Linked DNA regions of Pan troglodytes: region 1 is linked to region 2. A link is a contact called in public Hi-C data. All regions are on one chromosome and are shown on one strand. The core of a region is the stretch at or near the end of the contact, and the rest is flanking DNA. Distances in the headings are between cores, read along the strand shown. Region 1 has its middle 38 kb from the start of TRH. Region 2 has its middle 19 kb from the start of PLXND1.

What was found. A called contact is a pair of places that touch in the nucleus more often than the background predicts.
Region 1: a Hi-C map of stem cell-derived neural progenitor cells shows a contact between it and region 2, with 11 times the contacts expected there. The contact joins two enhancer-like sites. A contact is called at or near these places in 4 of 7 Hi-C or Micro-C datasets (blood, induced pluripotent stem cells and stem cell-derived neural progenitor cells).

What each region holds. Positions count from the first base shown.
Region 1 is chr2:133,178,612-133,185,547 of NHGRI_mPanTro3-v2.0_pri, reverse strand. No RefSeq gene overlaps it. Among named protein-coding and RNA genes, the nearest start is that of TRH, 38 kb to the left of the region's middle. Within about 2 kb of position 4,222, at least 5 of the 24 cell types and tissues checked have an H3K27ac peak or open chromatin away from gene starts, as enhancers often do. A contact at or near this core is called in stem cell-derived neural progenitor cells, where this site is marked.
Region 2 is chr2:132,865,852-132,872,393 of NHGRI_mPanTro3-v2.0_pri, reverse strand. No RefSeq gene overlaps it. Among named protein-coding and RNA genes, the nearest start is that of PLXND1, 19 kb to the right of the region's middle. Within about 2 kb of position 2,118, at least 17 of the 24 cell types and tissues checked have an H3K27ac peak or open chromatin away from gene starts, as enhancers often do. A contact at or near this core is called in stem cell-derived neural progenitor cells, where this site is marked.

The DNA of each region.
Region 1 (6,936 bases), core at 2,973-5,472, 310 kb before region 2:
GGACTGAACACCCGGTCTCTCCTTGCTCCTGGTGGTTTGCTGGACTCATGGGTGTTTGGTGGAACAGATCCTTCCCTCACATCCCTTGGAAAGAACCGACTCTGCTGACACCTCGATTTTGAGCTTCTGATCCCAGGTGAAGAGAATACATTTTGCTGCTTCAGGCACTCAGTGTGTGGCACTTTGTTACAGAAGTCCAAGGTGCATAATAGCCTGGAAGCTAGGTAGAAATCTGGGATTACTAGACTCTCGGAAGTTTCACATGTGAGAGTGTGGGGAAAGTCGCCCCAGCTTGCAGCCCACCTGCTTTCTCTTCCTGACCCCGGGCTTCATCCTCTACAGCTAAGGTCTTCACACGCTTGCAGATGAACACCCCAACCTGCAGCTGTCCTTGGCCAACCTTCAGATTTAGTAGTACACACGCCAGAGTGATGCAGGTGAACCCCAAAGTTAGGGCTTAGCCTTGGTAGGTTCTTGGCTTCACTCAGGAAAGAATTCAAGAGCCAGCATCAGTGAAAGAAAGCAAGTTTATTAGAGCAGCAGTGTACAGCAAAACGCTTCCCTATAGACAGAGCAGGGCTCTCCCACAGGCAGAGGGGCCCAGAGTAGCACTCGTGCATTGCTGCCTAGCTCTTTTTAGACCCTCTCTTAATTATACACTAAATAAAGGGTAGGTTATTCATGAACTTTCTGGAAAATGGGCGAGGAGTTCCAGGAATCATATAAGGTAACTTCCTGGGTGTTGCCATGCATTTGAAAATTGTCATGGGGCTGGTGGGAGTATCTTATGCAAATGTATTATAATTAGCATATAATGACTAATGAGGGCAACTAGAGGTTGCTTTCATCACCATCCTGGTCCTAGCTGGTTTGCGCCAGTTTCTTTGCTATATCCTGCCTTGATTAGCAGGTCTGTAACTGAGGCTTGGAAAACAAGTCCTGCTGCTCTCCCACCTTGAGAGGATGGTCTGCCCTTAGGAGCGTGGGCTGGGAAAGAGGCCCACACAGGCCCTGGAAATGGGCTTCAGGACACTGGGACATGGGAACAGAGAATCTTCAGGTACTGAATACTCATGGCCTGGTCTAGAAGGGGATGGGATGTGCTCCAAGAAGGGGTGTCCCCTGGGTCCTGCAAATTCCTTGCCCCATGGGAAGAGAAGCAGCTGGAGGGGCTGCCTAAAGCACAGGGGCATTTCTAGGAGCAGGAAAGCAAGAGGTCATCAGGTCAGACTGGCTGAAGGAAGACTGAGGCGGGAGCTGAGAGCAGAGACTTCAACCATGACCATGCCTGGACTCTCCAGAGAAAGCACTGGTGAAATCAAAGACCAACAATGTCAAGTATTGGCAAGACTGTGGAGCAACTGGAACTCTCATTCCCTGATGGAGGGAATGCAAAGTACAAGCTATAGCCACTTTTCCTCGTCATTTTACATGAAGGGCAGACATGCACTTAAGGTAGGACCCAGAAATTCTGCTTCTAGGCAGACTTATGTCCACCAAAGGCTGCCACAGGGAAGTTCATGCAGACATCCTCATAATTGCCAAAAGCCAGAAACAGCCCAATAGCCATCAATGGGTGGCTGAATAAACAAATTGTGATCAATTTACACAATGGCGCATCCATACAATAAAAAGAACAAACTACCTGTGCACACCACAGCATAGATGAATCTCAGAATCATTATACTGAGCAAAAAAAAAAAAAAAAAAAGGCCAGACATAAAATTCTACTAACTGGACGATCCTATTCATGTGAAATTCTAGGAGGGGTTTCATTGGTTTGCAGTAATAAAGGTCAGAACCGTGTTGGGGGAGCGGAGGGACAGTGCTCACCGAGAAGGGGCATGAGGGAGCCTGCTGGGAAACTGGAAGTGTTCTACTTCTTGGTGCAGGAGGGTAGATGCTATTTAAAAACCCTGATGTGGGTGGCACAGGAGGGTAGATGCTATACGCTTCAGATTTTTACACTTTGACTTATATATACATATTTGATATATATGTTTTTGTATATGTATATGTATATACGTGTGTGTGTGTGTGTGTGTGTGTATAATCCCTCTACCCCAAGGCCGGATCAAGACCTCTGCAGGACCTGAGCTGACCAGATTGTGGTGTGCTCCACCCACTCCCCCAGTTATATCTTAAAGTGAAGCCGCCAACTCAGTGAAGAGACGATGAGAACAGGCACCCAGTGAGATGATGGCCTGAGCCTGGGCAGGGGCCTTGGGAACAGGGCAGGCAGCGGGGGCAGGCTGGGAAATATTGATTTAGGAGACAAGATGTGGGGGTGAGTGAGAGAAGAGGGCTGGGGGTGTCACTGAGATGAGGAGCTTGGAGATTCTGGTTGACAGTAAGGGAGGATGAATTCAGGGTGGAACCTGTTGATTCTGAAAGTCTGGGAGGCCATCCAGGTGGAGGTGCTCAGGAGGCAGCTGGTTAGATGGATGGTCTGAAGCCCAGGAGAGGAGGCAGGGATGGGGAGAAAAATCTGAACACCCTGCACCCACCGTTTGCCACCACCATTTGCCACCACCAGGTGTCCATGGGCCAAACTTGGCACACAGATAGGTATCATTTGGTCCTCAAGATGTTTTATAAACCTACACTAGTTCTCAGTGCTTGAAACATTGGAGAATTTCACTAAAAATCCAGATTTCTGGCTTCTCTTAAATAGTCAATTGGGCAGTAATGACATGCTTTCCCACGAGACAAAAACCAGCTGGAGAGCATTAGCCGGGACTTGAGCTCCCAGTAATCCCCAGTCCCCGTACTCTCTGTTGCCTCACAGCCTGCCCACTCCCAACTGTAGGCATTCATTCATGCATTCATTCATTCAACAAATCACTGTCGAGTGTCTACTATGTGCCGGTGAACTGGACAGGGACAATGATCCCTGCCTTCCTAAAGCTCAAATTACGTGAAAGGAGACAAGACAATAAGCAGATAAATAACTAAAATACGCATGTAGCTGAGGGCGGCCAGAGAAAAATCAAGCAGGGGAGGGGCTGGGGTGCCAGGGTGGAGATGAGTATACGGGTTTCAATAGGTGGCCAGGGAAGGCCTCACCAAATCGGGACATTGAGCAAAGGCCTGAAGGAGGGGAGCAGGCGGACTGTGTGGATATTGGGAGGAGAAAGTTCCCAGCAGAGGGAGCAGCCATGCAAGGCCGCAGGGGCACAAGCGCTCACCGGTCAGAGGGGCAGCGAGGAGGCAGCGTCCATCCGGTGAGTGAGGCCCGGAGGAAACTGGGAGGACACGTGGGCCAGGTGTTGAGGGGCTTTGAGGGCTACCTGGCCTTTACTCTGAGGGAGTGAGAGACACAGTTCTGAGCAGAGGCTGGAAGTGACAGAGTTTCACAGGACCTCTCTGGCTACTGTGTGGGGAGTGCAGATAGGGAGACCAGGGAGGAGCATTTTCCCCTTGCTTTAAAAAGAAAAAAACTGGCCAGGCGCAGTGGGTCATGCCTGTAATCTCAGCACATTGGGAGGCCAAGGCGGGCGGATCACGAGGTCAAGAGATCGAGACCATCATGGCCAACACGGTGAAACCCCGTCTCTACTAAAAATATAAAAATTAGCCAGGCGTGGTGGCATGTGCCTGTAGTCCCAGCTACTCGGGAGGCTGAGGCAGGAGAATCACTTGAACCTGGGAAGCGGAGGTTGCAGTGAGCCGAGATTGCGCCACTGCACTCCAGCCTGGCGACAGAACAAGACTCGTCTCAAAAAAAAAAAAAAAAAGAAAGAAAAAGAAAAAGAAAAAAACTGCAGTAAAACATAGGAGGCAGGAGAATAGAGTCTGCAGGCAGGGAACCTAAGGCAGGCAGCCTTATGCCTCACTCCGACTTCCTTGAACTAACTTGAAAGGAAAACCCTAACTTTCCATGCCTAAGTAAAAAACGACCAGAGGCTACTCCCTTTGCAAACCCCCAGCCTTTTCTGGACAGCAGATGGGAAATTGGCTGTCCACAACCAATCAGACTGATTGCCTGTTGAGTCTTCCTTCGCAACTTTGTAACTTCACTCCAGCCTCTGAATGGTTGCTGTCCACAACCAATCAGACTGATTGCAGCTGAGTCTTCTTTTGCATAGAAGTATAACTTTGTAACTTCACCCTAGCCTCTGATTGGTTGCAAAAAGCAACCTGACTGATCACGGGCTACCACTTCATTTACATGAGGTAAGCATGAAGTGCCCAGGGGGAAACTTCTAGAGGGTATTTTGACCCAAGAAGATTCTGTATGGCTGGCCCTTGAGTCGCTGCTCCTGCCGCTCCCACGCTGTGGAGTGTACTTTCGTTTTCAATAAATCCCTGCTTTTGTTCTTTTGTTGCTTCATTTTCTCTGCTTTGCTGGGCGTTTTGTTCAATTCTTTGTTCAAAACACCAAGAACCTGGACAATTGGCAGTCACGACCCTTTACCAGTGACACATATATAACATAAAATGTATTGTTTTAGCCATTTTAAGTGTTCAATTCAGCGGCGTTAAGTACATCCACAATGTCATATAGTCATCACTACTCTATATTTCCATAATGTTTTATCACCCCAAACAAAAACTCTGAACCCATTAAGCAATAACACCCCATTCTCCCTTCCCCCCTGCAGTCCTTGGTAACCTCTAATTTACTTCCTGTACTGATGAATTTGCCTGTTCAAGACGTTTGATATAGGCTGGGCATGGTGGCTCACGCCTATAATCCCAGCACTTTGGGAGGCTGAAGTGGGCGGATCACTTGAGGTCACGAGTTCGAGACCAGCCTGGCCAACATGGCGAAACCTCGTCTCTACTAAAAATATAAAGATTAGCCAGGCAATTAGCCGGGCATGGTGGCAGGCACCTGTAATCCCAGCTACTCGGGAGGCTGAGGCAGGAGAATCACTTGAACCCGGGAGGCAGAGGTTGCAGTGAGCCAAGATCACGTAATTGCACTCCAGCCTGGGTTGCAAGAGTGAAACTCCACCTCCAAAAAAAAAAAAAAAAAAAGATGTTTGATATAAGTGGGAATCATACAACATTTGGCCTTTTGTATCTGGCTTATTCCACTAAACACAATGTTTTCAAGGTTCCTCCATGTTGATGGATGTATCAGTACTCATTCCTTTATTCCTTCTGATGGCTGAATAGTATTTCATTACATAGATATATTGCATTTCATCATCAGGTTCTCATGGTGAACCACTCATCTGTTGATAGCCATTTGGGTTATATCTAACTTTTGACTATTGTGAATACTGATATGAACATGGTTGTATAAGTATGTGTTTGATTCTCTACTTTCAGTTCTTTTGGGTATATACCCAGAAGTAGAATTCCTGGATCATATGGTAATTCTATGTTTAACTTTTCTTTCTTTCTTTTTTTTAGATACAGGGTCTCACTCTGTCACCCAGGCTGGAGTACAGTGGCACAATCACGGCTCACTGCAGCCTCAACCTCACAGGCTCAAGTGATACACTCACCTCAGCCTCCTGAGTAGCTGAGACTGCAGGCATGCACCACCATGCCCAGCTAATTTTTTCAATTTTTTGTAGAGGTGGGGCCTCTCCGTGTTGCCCAGGCTGGTCTCAAACTCATAGGCTTAAGTGATCTTCCTGTCTTGGCCTCCTAAAATGCTGGGAATACGGGCATAAGCCGCTGCACCCAGCCTATGTTTAACTTTTTCAGAAATCACCATACTGTTTTCACAGCAGCTGCACCATTTTATGTTCCTACCAACAATGTATAAGCGTTCCAATTTCTCCACATCCTTACCACCACTTGTTATGTTTCATTTTTAAAATAAAAGCTGTGCTAATGGGTGTGAAAGGGTATCTCACTGCAGTTCTCATTCGCATGGCCCTAATGACTAATGATGTTGAGCGTCTTTTCCTGTGTTTGTTGTCCATTTGTGTATCTTCTTTGGAGAAATGTCTAGGGAGGAATCTTTTCCAATTGAGAGATGATGTTGGCTCACACCAGAGTAAGAGCAGAGAAAGTGGTGTGAAGTGGTCAGGCTCTAGGCATGTCTTTGGAGGATGGAGCAGACAGGGTTTGCTGATGGACTAAACGTAGGGTATAGGATAAATAAAGATGACTCCAGCATTTCAGGACTGAGAAATCACTGAGATGGAAGGCTTCAGGGTAAGCACGCTTGTGGGGAGGAAGAGGAGTTAGGTAGGATTCTGAGACCCCTGCAACTTGAGGATTGAAACCCTAGGAGGAATTTAATGCTTCAAGAAAGTGAACAGTGGGAGAAGAGAGGTTTCCTATCATTTACCACCAAGTTGTCTATGAGAACCTTCTAGGGTCACTTTTTCACTTTAGCAATTCCTGGTCACCTGGAGTCATGGGCCCGGCTAGACTCCCCAATCTCATTCCTAGTTTGAGACCTTAGAGGTGGGAAATGTTCCTCAGGCTGCAGATCTAATTATGGCCTGCAGGTGGCACTGCAGAGCCAGAAATAACCAGGGCCCTGCAATGGTGGACTACGGACCCGGGACCAAAAATTGGAGTTGAATTGTAGAAAAGCACAGTTCTCAGATCTTTGCACCAGCGGATTTGAGGACTCAAAGCAGTAAATGTCGAACCCAAGTTTTCAAAGGGAAGGTCCCAGCGGGTAGCTGATTCCAAGAGACACATGCACGAGTTCATTTACCGCCGGTGAATAGTTACTGGGTATCTGTCGAGCACCTACTAAGGGCCACGCGGTGTGTTAGGTGCTGTGGATTCAGCCGTGACCAGGAAAGACTCAGTGCCTGCCTCAGAGGTGTATGGAGGCTGAAACAACAAGAAACACACCAACAAACAGATAAAATAATAAGATAACTACAGATTGCATTATAGGGGAAAGAAACGGGATTATGTGATGGAGAATAAGGGAGGAAGGGAATTATGTGAGGAGATGAAGCTTGGGTTGAGACCTGAAAGGTGAGAAGAACCCTGCAGCCTCTCCAGCGG
Region 2 (6,542 bases), core at 869-3,368:
GCGGAGCTTGCAGTGAGCCGAGATCGCGCCACTGCACTCCAGCCTGGGCGACAGAGCGAGACTCTTCTTAAATAATAATAATAATTAAATTTAAAAATGTGATCCTGGCGTGGCTCCTGGATGGGGATGGGAAGGGGATGTGCTATAAAAGACCTCGTTGCGACATTTGGTGATATTTGAGTAAGGTTGTGCAGATTAAATTATTGTATTATGGTTAAATCACTCGATCTTGAAAACCACTGGGGTTGTGCAATAGAATGTCCTTGTTCTTGGGCAATACACATTGGAGGGCTTAGGGTTCAAGGGCCATCGCGCCTGCCCCTTGCAATGGGGGCTTGAATATGCAAGGGCTGGGGAGCAGAATGTTAAAGCTTGGTGAATCTGCATTAATAAGGGGTGCAGTTCTCGGAACTATTCTCACGGCTTTTCTGTTACTTTGAAATTATTTCAAAACAAAACGTAAGCCTGGTCTCTGTCACCGCTTTGTGGCTGCTTCGAGGAGCGCACCCTCTGTGTCCAAGACCTTAAACTCCCTGCCTGGGGTCTGGGCTCCCGACGTTCCTGCCTACGCCGGTTTGATTGCCCTTCAAGCTTAGGTCCCTCTGCCTCTGCGAACCGCTGCAGGCCCATTTCTTGCACAACCAAAATGAAGTCATACTAATCTTGGCTTGAGAGGAGCCAGAATTTCAGAGCCTCCAACCCTGATGCTTTCTACAACCTGGGAAGCTGAGGCCCGGAGACGGAAGTGACCAAGCGCGACTAGATCTAAAGCCTTCCCGACTTCCATTTTTCTCAGTAGGCAAGTGGTCCAAGCCCCACCATTTCCTTCTTGGATTTGAGTCTCAACTCCAGCCACTCCCCTCAAGTCTGGTCTCCCACTCTCACGCCCCTCCAGCCACTGGCCTCAAAACCACCGAGCACATCCACGCGGCCCTCGCCGACTCCCGCAGGGCTGCCTCCACCCCGCGGCTTCTTGCCGGCGCATAGCCTCCCAGAGCCTCCAATGACCGCCCAAGCGACTGCCCTCCCTCCCTCCTTCGCCTCCCCATCTGTGCAATTGAACATTCATTCATTGCCGCGGACTCGAGGCTGCCCAGTCCTCTTCCGGACGGGGCCCTGAGGACAGGACCTGGCTATCCGGCTTCCCGGTGTGTCCCCAGTGCCTGGCCCAGAGCGGCCAATTTGGCGAGAGCGGGAATCTCTGTCCCTGGTTCCTTTAGTCCCCAGCTTTGCTCCCAAGTGACCATCCGCGAGGCAGCGTCCCCTCCTTGGCATCTGCGGCTTCTGAGACGCTCAAGGGCCCAAGGGGGTGAATGAGGTGTGGGCGACTAACTGTAGCCCTGTCCTCTGGGGGCAGCGTGCTGCGCAAGTGATGCCCGGCCAGGGAACGGGGTGCTGGGGCCGCAGTCACCGCAACTTCTGGGTGGAGCAGCGAGGGCCCGGGGGGCTCGGGGAGCTGGGGGTGTACCCGCAGCCGGGGAAGCGGAGGCACAGGACCTGGGCCCAGGGCTCGGAGCCCTTGCTCCCTCCAAGCGAGGCGGGACGAGCACGGGCTGCGGGACCTCCGCCCCGTGCCCCCGCCCCCCTAGGCCGGCTGGGAGCTGGCCAGGGGCTCAGAGGTCGCACCTCTGGCCGCGGGAGGACGAGGCGGAGCCGGAACGGAAGCGCGGACAATGGGCCCTCCGGGGCCGCTTCCGGCCTCTCTCTGCGGGGCGGGAGCACGGGAGAGCCTGGGGCCTGGCCTGGGCGGGGCTCGGGCGCCCTCCCTGGGTCGCCTTCGCAGCACCCCAGCCTGGGCCCCTCCCACCCCTGCCGGTCTGAAAGCCAGGGACCCGCCCCGCCCCAGCTCTGTCCCCAAGCTAAGAGCCTGGCACAGGCTGGCGAGTATGGAACTGGGTTGTTTTTAAAAACTTTTATTCATTGAGTTATAATTTACATCAGGAGAAGTGGCCAGATCTCAAATGTGAAGTCTGGTAAACTTTGCACGTTTATACCCTGTAAATGCTCTGAACAAGACATGGAACATTCCCAGCAACCAGAAAATTCCCTGGTGGCCCTTCCCAGTCAGTCCCTCCCCCCAGCCCCAGCCCTAGCCCTGGCAACTACCCATCTGTGTACCGTCCTGTGGCCTGGCCTTTTCCAAACAGCATGTACATGGGATCCTGCAGCGTGGAGCCTTTCCAGCCTGGCTTGGAGATGCATCCTTGTGTCGGAGTATCAAGAGGCTGTTCCTTTTCGTTCCATTGTATGGAGGCCTCCATGTGTTTACCTCTTCACCAGCCCAGGGACACTTGGCTTGTTTCCAGATTGCAGCAATTATCAATGGAGCTGTGACAAGCATCTGTACAGGTTTTTATGGACCTGTGTTTTAATTTTATTCCAATATCTAGACGTGGGATTGCCAGGATGCACGTGTCTACATTTGACTTTTTTTTTTTTTTTTTTTTTTTTTTTTTTGAGACAGTCTCACTCTGTCTGTCCCAGGAGTGCAGTGGCGCAATCTCGGCTCACTGCAAGCTCCGCCTCCCGGGTTCATGCCATTCTCCTGCCTCAGCCTCCTGAGTAGCTGGGATTACAGGCGCCTGCCACCGCGCCCGGCTAATTTTTTTTGTATTTTTAGTAGAGACAGGTTTTCACCGTGTTAGCCAGGCTGGTCTCTATCTCCTGACCTCGTGATCCGCCCGCCTCGGCCTCCCAAAGTGCTGGGATTACAGGCGTGAGCCACCGCGTCCAGCCACATTTGACTTTTTTTTGAAGAAACTAGCAAAAGGTTTTACAGAGTGGCTGCACCATTTCACATTTCACCCCTGCCCCTGTCGCTCCACATCCTCACCCACACTTGGTGGTGTCAGTCTTTTCTGTCTCAGCCTTTCAAGTGGGAGTAGGGCTGTCTCAAGACAGGGTTGACTGAGCAAAGAGCGAACTCCCACCCAGCGCCTCCCAGTGGTTTCCTGCCCTTCCCTCATCCTGCTCCCAGATGGAGGTGCAGGCAGTGGTCCCAGCCCCAGCTCCACCCCACGAGTCCCCAGGTGAATGCTCCACCCCACGAGTCCCAGGACTGAGCAGGCACGCACCTTCCTATGCTCAAGTCCTCCTCAGACACTGGAGCAGGGAGGCACTGGCAGAGTCCCCAAGTCCAAAGTGATGGGCTGGGTTTCCACCTGGTCCTACCTGCTTAGCCATCTAGCCTTCTTCCCAAACAAGCAGCCTCTGGAGGAATCACTGGAAGACAGATGGGGAAGGGGGCGGTGAACACAGGTGCTGCGTGGGAAGCCGAGGGGTTGGGTGGCTGCAGCCTGTGCCCCCAGCAGGTAGGCAGGCCTCATGGTTGGACCACCCACATCCACGGGCCCCCCTGGAGGCCCTGCTCTGCCTCTGAGACCCTGTGACCCTGTGTTTTGGGAGATGGGGTGGCAGTACCAAGGTGAGCCTGACTGCCTTCAGCAAACCTTTACTGTGCACCTACTGTGTGCCGGGCCCTGCTGTGGCCCTGGAGACATATCCCCTGCCCTGGTGAAGGTCCATCCAGTGAGAGAGATGGATACTAGCCCTGATTGGCACTTTGGTCAGGGAGGGCCTCTTTGGAGGGGGATATTTGAGCAGAAACCTGAGGGATAAGAAGGCGGCAGCCCTGGGGAGATCTGGAAAGGGCACGACAGGCAGAGGGCACAGCAAAAGCACCGTCCTGGACCAAGCTCAGTGAGGAGGCCAGTGCTGCTGGAGCGGAGAGCCAAAGGGAAGCCTCGATGGTGCCTCTGCCAGGGGTCCCAGCTACTCAGGGGGCTGAGGTTGGAGGATGGCTTGAGCCTAGGAAGTCGAGGCTGCAGTGAGCTGAGATCGCAACACTGCACTCCAGCCTGGGTGACAGAGTCAGACCCTGTCTCAAAAAAAAAAAAGAAGTGGAGCTGAGGATTCAGATATGCAGGAAGTGAGGAAAGATCATGTGAGGACACAGCCAGAAGGCACCATCTGCAAGCCAAGGAGAGAGGCTGCAGCAGACACCAACCCTGCAGACTCCTTGGTCTTGGACTTGGCCTTGCAGCCTCCAGAATAGCGGGAGAGGTCACGGGGCGGGGGGGAGGTTTGCTTGCTAGGCTGCCGTAACAAGAGACCACAGACTGGATCGCTCAACAACAGAAACCTATTTCCTCTCAGTTCTGGAGGGTGCAAGTGGTACAGCCACAGCTCACTGCAGCCTTGACCTCCTGGGCTCAAGCCATCTTCCCACCTCGGTCCTCTAAGTAGCTGAGACTACGGGCAGCAGCCTCCGTGCCCAGCTAACTTTTTGTAGAGATGGGCGGGGGGGGGGGGTCTCACTGTGTTGCCTAGGCTGGTCTCGAACTCCTGGGCTCAAGCGATCCTCCTGCATCAGCCTCCCAAAGTGCTAGGATCACAGGCGTGAGCCACCGCACCTGGCCCTAATCGCCTCATACCATCTCATTTTAACTTAATGAACTCTTTAAAGGCTGTCTCCAGATACAGTCTCATCCTGAGGTATTGGGGGTTTCAACATTTGAATTTGTCGGGGGCACACAGTTTGGACTAAGACAGAAGGAAGAGGAGGCCAGGGCGATTGGGATTGGGGCCTGAGCCCCGGCTGAGTGAAGGATGCCGGAGGAGAGCACCACATCTCCTTCCTCAGCCACTGAGCGCCTACTGTGTGCAGCCCAGCCTCTGGGGGTGAGGAAGGCAAGGCTGGAGGTGAGAACCTGGCTGGGAGAGCTGACTCGGGCCTCCTGCTCCTCCGGCCTTTCCTCCTTCCTCCTTCCTCCCGGTGGGGGAGCCTGACCCCTTGGACAAACATCTTGCGGCTGTTTCCGCCTCGCCAGCCCGGAGCCCCAGCCCAGCCTGAACAAACACTCGGGACTCGTGCTTCCGGCCTTGGCTCTGGGAAAAGCCCAACCAGGAGCTGCTGAGGTCAACCCTGGAGGGAAGTGGAAGGGGGAGGCACCCAGTCCCTACATAGGGGTCAGCTGGGCCTGGCCTGGGGACCCCTTGCTGCTTTTGGAGCCACCAGCACAGTGCTGGGGCTCTAGTATGCCCCATCTGTAAAATGGGCCTAATTACACCCTCTGGAGGACTGTGGGGCAATGGAAAGCCCTGCCTGGGCCTGGCACCAAGGACGGGTGATATGGCCCACAGGGCTGTGAGGGGCTTTGGGGAGTAAGGTTATCTGAGGTCCAGTAGGCACCCCAAGGGACTGTCCCCAGGGCACCTTAGTGCTGGAAGGGGCCAGACTACTCCTTCCCTCCTGTGGCCGTCCTGTTCTCCTTCCCCTTCTCCCTCCTGTCTTCACAGTCCCCATAGTGCTGTCGGCAGAGCCAGCAGATGAGGTGGCGCCATTTTGGGTGCAGTGCTGGGTTATGGCAGGCCCTCGCATCACACCCGGAGTCTCCTTCGTGGATACTGATCTCAGATGGGGATGTGTCGGGTCCCAAGCCCAGGCCCAAGGGAGCCAGCACTGGGCAAGGACAGGAGGAGGGTGGGGCATTGATGGGGGCCACCGTGGGAATGGCTGGCTCCGGGGCATGTGGTTAGCACACAGATGCCTTCATCCCCACCCAGGCTGAGCAGGAGCCGGAAGCTTCTTTCTAGGAAAGGCTGAGGTTGTGGGGCTCATATGTTCCATGGTCTTCACCTCCAGTCCTGCCCCACCATTCTAGAGCCTCCTGGTCTCCCGGTCAGTGATTAGGAACCTGGCCGGGGTGGGGGTGGGAGTGGACATTTCCAGCAAGGGGACATATGTGTGAGGCTGACGGTGAGGAGTGAGCTCCCTGTCCCTGGAAGTGTGAGCAGACGTAGCTGCATGTGTGGGGCTGGGGAAGGAGTGGCCCTGCCTGACCCTGCCTGTGTTTCCTCTTCATTAACTGCCCCTAGAGCCCTGTGCACTGTGGCATGAGCCCAGCAAGCTAGTGGGCTCTGGGGCCAGAAAACCCCAGGTTCAGATCCCAGCTCTGCTGTGTGACTGAGGACTCCTGACCAGGCACACCCTTTGATGCCTGTGAAGGGGTGACACCCTGCCTCCAGGGCTGGCAGGGAACTAACTGAAGTTATTAGGGAAGAGCGCCCGCACACAGCATGGTCAGCACCGCTGTCCCACCCCAGCAGCAGCAGCGACCGCCCAGCACCTGCTGAGCTAGGAGGTGGGAGCATGCAGGGATTTGGCAGGAGCATGGAGGGATTGCCCACTCCACCACCCAGGGAAACCAGGCCTGCTTTCTCCACCGCCCACGGGGGTCCGGGCCTGTGTCCACCGTTCAATCCCCCTCCTTGAAAGCCTTGCCAGATAGCCAGATAAAACCTCCCCAGCTGGGGTTTGATTTTTGTTTTTGTTTTTCAGGCAGGATCTGGGAGTGGAGACAATGAAATTAATGTTATTTTTTTTTCCTTCCAAGCAGTTTCTCTTCATTGAGAGCTGTGGGACTGGATTCCACCTCGCCTTCCGGTCTGCAGAGGAGCCGGCAGGAGAGGATGGGTGTGGGTGGGGGAGGTCAGGGAGGGCACGGATGGGGAGGGGAGGGGTCAGGCAAGGCAGGGCCAGC